Linked DNA regions of Sus scrofa: region 1 is linked to region 2. A link is a contact called in public Hi-C data. All regions are on one chromosome and are shown on one strand. The core of a region is the stretch at or near the end of the contact, and the rest is flanking DNA. Distances in the headings are between cores, read along the strand shown. Region 1 holds the start of FUOM (fucose mutarotase). Region 2 holds the start of LOC102159965.

Region 1 (3,415 bases), core at 507-3,006, 44 kb after region 2:
TGTCACGCCCTGAACTTGGTTCCAGGCCCCTCCAAGCCTCAGCTCCCACTGGCCCCAGGGGTTCAGAGGGTCTTAGAGTGAGTGGACCCTGGGACCCTTCGGGGCCAGGTCACCACAGCAGAGTAAATGCTGAACCCCTGACCTGGGCTGGGAACCACTGCTCACAGCCAAGAAGGGTCCAGGCCGGTTTCCCCATTTTTAAGGTGTGTGAGATGGAGCAGCAGGTCCTGGCTCACTTCCAGGGGCTGGGGGCTGCAGGGAGAATCCTGAGGGTCCTGGCCCTGAGATTTCCTGGATCGCGGGTGGGCGCAGTAGGCGCAGAGCGGCCGCACCTGGAGAGCGCAAGCTCAGGACAGCCCACCCTCCCCAAGCCTGCCCTGCCCGGGGGGGGGGGGGGCCCTCACCGTCAGCGCGGATCTCCTCCGGGCCACACCTGCAGACGGAGGACGTGGGGAAGTTCACATCTGCAAGGACTGAACGGCAGACACCGTTAGCGGCCGCGGTAGGTCCGCGCAGCCCCGGCGCGTTAGGCCACGCCCACTGCCCCTCCCATCTCCTCCGGGGGGTGGGGGAGCGGAGGGGGGCTGCACCTGTAGGAGGAGCTGCAGGTGTTACCAGAAAGCTGCCCGGAGGCCTGCCCAGCGTCTGCTCACGCAGCCCGGCCCAGGCTGATGGCCCAGGAGAAGAGAGGCCGCTGCAAACGTTAGGCACAGCCTTGGCGCAGGCGGTTGTGGCCCTTCGGGGCCGTGTGGGGAGGGTACTGGAGCATGAGGGCACGTAGGGCCTGAGGCGGAGTGTGTACTTCTTGGCCGCCCGAAGCCGCGGACATCCGGGCTAGAGGAGGAACCACACCTGCCCGGATACAGCCCCTCCCGGACCAAGGGCCATCGTCCTCGTGACCGCCCAGCCTTCGGTTTCCTGAAGAAGGCGGGGGCGGCCAAATCAATGCCCCCACCCAGGATCCGGCTCTAACCCGGCGCGAGGAGTCCGCTCCCAGACGGGACACAGCGTGAGACTGGACCCCTGCGGGGCCGGGGACGGCAGGGCCCCAGGGGCCTCGCCCGACTTCTATCCTGGGCACCGGGGTCTCCCCAAGGCTCTGCCCTGGCCGCGCTCACCGATCTCATCTCCGTGCCCCATTCGCGCCAGGGCGTAGAGCAGCTCCGGGGACAGCAGCGCGGGGATGCCCTTCAGCGCCACCATGCTCGCGGCGGGTGGAAGAGCGGCAGGCGGGGCGGAAGGGGGCGGGGCCGAGTCCACAGGGGCGGGGTCTGGACGGGATGGGCGTGACCCGAAGGGAGCCCCGGCTGCCGGAAGCCGCGAGGCGGGTCCCCGATGCGGCACTGAGGCCTCGCGGTCTCGCTGGGCAGGTGCCCACGGCCAGCCCAGCCCCGCAGGCACCGCCTTTCGGGGCCTCGGGACCCTCGCCGGGTCCAGGACTCGGGCGTCCACGTGTGTTTGTGTTCCAAGCCTCCCCAGCGCCTTCCCTGCGTGAGGGCCTCCGACCCGCCCTCCACCCCGCACGCAGGGTCCGTGGCGCCGTCGGGTGGCGTGGATGGCGGCTCAGGGTGGACTTTTCTCCTGCACTCAACACTGTTCACACGAAGGACCCCTGAGGGCAGGCAGGTGTGACCTCCAGGCCAAGCGGGTGTGCGGAGAGCACCCCCTACCCTGTCTCAGGTGCCAGCCTGCCGAGACCCCCTCGGGAACCCGGGACAGCAGCGCGCTGACTCCCACCCCACTCCCAAGTCTAGGTGTCTACACTGTGGAGGGAGCACCTTCGGCGGGCCAGAGTCTCCTCCCCCCTTGACCTTTGGTCCCGGAGATTCGGAAGCCGGGACCATCTACCACACCGCGCTTCTCCATCCGGTCCTGCCACCTGCAATTCCGGTGGCAGAAGATGGCCGCTGCCCCAAAGGGGAGGCCACAGCCTCTCAGGCTCCAGGGCTGAGCCTGGCGCACAGATAAAGAATGCCATTTCAGTTCACAAAGCATGTTGAGGCCATCTGGACTTCAGCCACTGCAGCTGCCCCTGAGGGGGCCCTGAGGGAGAATGAGAAAGGAGAAAGACAGCACTGGCCCTGATGGGGTGCACATCAAAGGAGTGATTTCAAAGAACCCAGGCTCTTGCATCCCCCCCATACACAGAAAAGCCCTAAATTCTTTTTTTTTTTTTTTTTTGCTTTTCAGGGCTTCACCCGAGATGTATGGAGGTTCCCAGGCTACAGGTGGAATTGGAGTTACAGCTGCTGGCCTACACCACAGCCATAGCAACTCGGGATCTGAGCCATGTCTGCAACCTACACCACAGCTCACAAGCTTGGCCAGGGATCGAACCCTAGTCCTTAAGGGTACTAGTCAGATTCGTTCCTCTGAGCCATAATGGGAACTCAAGCCAGGGAAGTTTTAAGCTAAGGGTACATGCCTATTCATGAAGGGGCCTGAGCAGGGGAGAATGCAGCTTAGAGTTGGGCCAGAGGTGGACAGAGCCGGAGCTTCAGTCGATTGAAGCCAGGGGGATCCACCCCACCACCCCACCCTCCACCGGCCCGGGGCCCTAGCGCCTGCAGCTCTCCAGGTCTATTCTTCCGCGTGCCCCGAGGAGGAGCCAGGACCCTGCCGCATCACTGCACTGCGGCCTGCCTGCCTTTTTTCTGTCCCTGCATTCCTCTCTTCCCTTAAGATCATTAGTTACTGAGACCTGGTCAAGGGCAAGCACTGAGTCAGGCTTCGATCACAAAAATGGCTTAGGCCGAAACAGGCTTTCAGACCAGGAAAGCCATTCGTGGCTCTTTCTCCAGGGAACCCCCGCCTAGCTGCTTCTGCCCCTCTGCGTCTGCAAAACAGTCCCTCAGAGCTCACTGAGAGGCTGTATCTCGTTTAAACTCCTCAGCGCGTCCACCAGATAAAGCTTAATTCTCAACTTTCAGGTTGCACATTTTTTTCAGTCGACAGGTGTGATGGTGTTTTCTCCACATGGCAGGACCCCTGCTACGCCGCAGGACAGGCCACGCCACGGGGCAAGGGCACGGCTCCGAGAGGTGGGCTCTGCCCCCTGCTCCAACCAGGTAGACCTCTGTCACTCTTCCAACAGAACATGCTGGACATGGTGCTGCCTGGCTCCTGGGGCGGGTCACAAAGGGCTTCCTGCCGATTCTGCCTTCAGAACACCTGCCCTCGTGTGAAAACCAAAGGCCACTGGGAAAATCCCCCCGAGCAGACAAAAGCAGTGAGTCACACAAGCAGGGCGTCCTTCAGTTTCCTCTGCAGGATAAGGAAGGTCAACTTGATCTGGAACAAGTCTCGCTTATGCTTCTGAAAACAAAACTCAGTTTCCCCAAACTGGTATGAGGTGACCACTAAACAAGTCCCTGTCACATAAGAAAATAATCTTGTAACTATAAGAAATCATCAC
Region 2 (3,652 bases), core at 130-2,629:
GTTTTCAGTGTATTCTCAAAGTTATGCAGCCATTATAATCATCTCTCATTCCAGAGCTTTTTTATCATTCTGCTAAGAAACCCCATACCATTAGCTGTCACCCCTTATTCTCCTCCCCCAGTCCCTGGCGACCACGGCTCTGTTTTCTGTCTCTGTGGATTTGCCTCTTCTGGGCATTTCCTATCAATGGAATCAGTCACTATGTGGTCTTTCATGTCTGGCTCCTTTCACTTAGACGATGTTTCTGAGGTTCGTCTAAGGGAGCTCATTCCTTTTCAGGGCTGCGTGATATTCCACCACATTGTGGATTTACCCCACATTGCTTGGTGGGCATGTGGGTTGCTACTATTTCCTTGCTGTTGTGAGAGAGCCGCCACCTTCTTTTGTGAGCAGAGGCATGAGATGACTTCGGCAAGTGCAGAGTGTGTCCTGCTCCCCCTCCCTCCTCCTCCTGCCCCCATGGGCCCCACAGGAGCCTCTGAGGCACCCCCTCTCCCAGCCTTCCTCCCACCCCCCCCCGTGGGCCCCACAGCCCCTCTTAAAGCTGCAGTTAGTGGCCCTTAAAACAGTGATTATCCTGGATTGTCAGGTGGGGGCTCCCGTGATGACAAGGTTCTTACAGGGAGAAGAAGGGTCAGAAGAGATGGGTGGAGGGGGTGGCGGGGGACAGATCCCACCTGCCATTGCTGGACGTATAAAGTGGGAGGAGGCCCGGAGCGAGGATTGTGGGTGGTCTCCAGGGGCTGGTGTCCCACCGCTGCCCACAAGGTCCCTCTGCCCTAGGCTCCAGGGGCTGCTGGTAGATGCACCTCTGAGCCATTTGCTGCCCCCAAACTGAAGTCGGCAGACCCGGACTCCCTGGAGACAGCTTCCCCCACTCCCTCGAACAACACACACATGGTACACACCCATGCTCACGCATGTAATGTGGACACACCTGCAGACACACACAGGCACCTACGTTCCCATGTCTGTCAACATGTTTAAGGCCCTGTACGGATGACCCGGTGTCAATTTCTCCTAACTCTATGGTTTTGTTTCGCCAGTTTTGAGGTGATCAGGCCTGGACGCGCTCCCCAACCAGACGATAGGTGGATCAGCAGGAGGATGCCTGCTGCTGGCCCCCTGGCGGCAGGGAGTCCTGCCCAGCTCACCCCATGCCCGCTCTTCCCCCTGAACCCAGCAGCTCCTGGCCCTCCGCATCCCGTCTGCCTGGCCAACCCCACGAGGAGCCCGCGGGCACCTCACGGACCGCTCGCCCCAAACAGACCCAGTTTTCTCCCGGCCCCCGCTTTCCTGAGCCAGGACAGGCAAGCCCAGCACATCCCAGCAGCCGGCAGCCCTCGCCTCCTCGCTCAGCGCCATCCAGACCTGGGCCCTCCCGGTCTCCCTGCCAGGGGTGACCAAACACCCGCATCCTGGCAAGCCAAACCGGTGGTCCCAGACCCTGCTGGAACCTGGCCCCGGTCCACCCCCTCTCACCTTGTCCATCGCGGCCTCCACCAGGCTCCACCCCCTCCCCTCCCCCACCTCATCACACCTGTTTCCTGTAAAGGGATCTTGATGGTGGGAAAGTTTCCCACAAAAGCTGGATGAGAGGCCTATGGCCCATCGGGCAGTGCCCACCCTGCAGCGCACTGAAGGGACCATAACAGCTGCCGGCCCCCAGACTGCACACCGGTGACCAGGGGGCGCTCCCTGGGGGCGGCCTGTCCACTTTAGGACCTTGTGCTCGGCCTGTGGGGGGAGCGTGCCGGGACACACTGGTGACACGCGGGCGACACCCTGGCTCCACGGGGACCCGGGGTGAAGAGTTGGGTCTGGCCACCCCCCCCCCCACAGCCAGGTGAGGGAGCAAGAGGAGGCCCGAGGCCCCTAGCTTCCCCTGGACGCAAGTCCCTGGGGGCAGGCGGATCCATGCTGCTGCTTCTGGGCAGATTCACAGGAGAGAGGGCTCAGCATGTGCCCGCCTGCAGGCCCGAGCCTCCTGGGAGCTGGCATCCACCCCGGCCTGTCCACCTGCCTGGCTGGAGGAGGCTGTGGCCCTAAAGGTCTGGCATGGAGGTCAGGGTGTGCCAGGCGGTGGCCTTGGACGCACTCTGGACTCAGCGGCCAGAGCTGGCCTGGCCAGGAGGGCGAAAGACCCTGAGCACGCCTGCCCCAGTGCCTCTGGGAGCTAGGGTGGCGTGGCCGCCTGGACTTGGCCAGCAGCCTAGTGACCCCCCCGCTTCCCGCTGCCTCCAGGGCCACTCCCTCCCCCGCCTGCCTGCCCTCCCATTGCCTCCCTTCCGGCCGCCAGCACGCTTAGGTTGACCAGGGCCCGGGCGCGTCCCTGTCTGTGAGGGGAACCACTGGCAAGGGCTCGGGTGGGTCACTCCTTCAAGACTCACAGCCCAGTAATGAGGCCAGAGAGGACGGGGGCCTCCAGACGGACAGCTGCGCCACCACGCTGCGGCCAGGAAGCCGCCGGGCCGGGACCCCAGAGGTTGCGCAGGGGGGTGGGCAGTGGGAGGGGGGCAGGAGCAGAAAACCGGGTGGCCTCCGGGTAGGAGTGGCCTGGGCAGGCTCCGGGCTGGCACATGTCCCGCTCATGTCCCCCCAGACCCCCCCATTCAGAGCAGTCAGGCGGTCTGCATCTTCTCAGGGAGCATTTTCTCAGGGAGAGTCCGAGGTGCTGTTGGGTCCAGGTCTGACCGGCAAACACGCTCAGTGGGCAGGTCCGGTCCTGGAGGCCTGTCCTCCGGTCACTTCCCAGTCCGGCGCCGGATGTGCAGATGATTCGTTTCGCTTCGTTTCAGCTCCAGGCTCTGGGTTTTCTCTCTCCCCAGAAACTTCCCCTGTGTGTGTGTTTGGGGGGGTTCTCTCCGTGGCCAGTAGCAGTTGGCTGCATCTCCGCTGGGACAAGGGTCCTGAGACCCAAATGCAGCAGCTTTTGAAGAGAAAACAGAATGTCAGTCAGGGAATCGACTGAGAGCCCTGCTTTCAGTGACCACAGTTAAAGTGGAGCCCTGAGGGCTGGGCCCTGAGCTGGGAGAGCGTGGGGGCCCCGGAGTGCCAGCCGCCGCCTCGGCCACGGGGCCCAGAGCCCCTCCTCAAGCCAGTTTTGGGGACCGCCTCTGGGAACCCATCACCAGAAAACTCCCGAGGACCAGTGGACACTTCCTGGGTGGCGGGGGAGGCCCTTCAGGCCGGGGAGATGGTGCTGGGCCTAGGGCACTGTGGGTGGACAGCGGTCAGGACGGAGGCCTGGCTCCCAAAGTCCCGGGGCTGCCCGCATGGTGGCCTTGCTCGTCCAGGTCTTTCCACGCCATCCGAGCCCATCGGGGGTGACCGGTCAGGCCACCGCCGTCCACGCAGGGTGCGCCAGCCCCGCCCACCTCCCCGGGCCGCTTCATCAGATCCGGGTTTGGCTGTTTAATGGGAGTAAAAGAGCAGGTACCACTCTCACCTGCGCTCCTTCACCAGCCGTGCGGCTGAGCAGCCACCTTTCAAGGGATCCCGGGTCCCCGACAGCCCAGATCCGGGAGGAGCATTTGGGGCCATCTTCCCTGGACATCCTCGAGGGACAGGCTCTGAGGGACACAGATGGCTACTCCCTTGGGTCACCGAGCAGCACAGGGGCACGTGGCTGGCTCCTCCTCTTGGTGCCAGT

Evidence for each region. Hi-C and Micro-C count contacts between places; a contact is called where the count stands out from the background.
Region 1: a Hi-C map of liver shows a contact between it and region 2, with 2.2 times the contacts expected there. The contact joins the promoter of FUOM here to the promoter of LOC102159965 in region 2. A contact is called at or near these places in 6 of 47 Hi-C or Micro-C datasets (alveolar macrophages, brain, epiblast stem cells and 2 more) and 2 of 2 datasets of contacts at active chromatin or transcription factors (alveolar macrophages and skeletal muscle).

What each region holds. Positions count from the first base shown.
Region 1 is chr14:141,334,872-141,338,286 of Sscrofa11.1, forward strand. It overlaps FUOM (fucose mutarotase), which reads right to left and starts at 1,757. Exons shown (of 6, transcript XM_001927817.6): 1 at 1,119-1,757; 2 at 405-473. The coding sequence starts at 1,203.
Region 2 is chr14:141,290,966-141,294,617 of Sscrofa11.1, forward strand. It overlaps LOC102159965, which reads left to right and starts at 1,380. Exons shown (of 3, transcript XM_021073954.1): 1 at 1,380-2,366. It overlaps LOC110256848 (a long non-coding RNA gene), which reads right to left and starts at 3,584. Exons shown (of 2, transcript XR_002338878.1): 1 at 3,449-3,584; 2 at 2,713-2,929.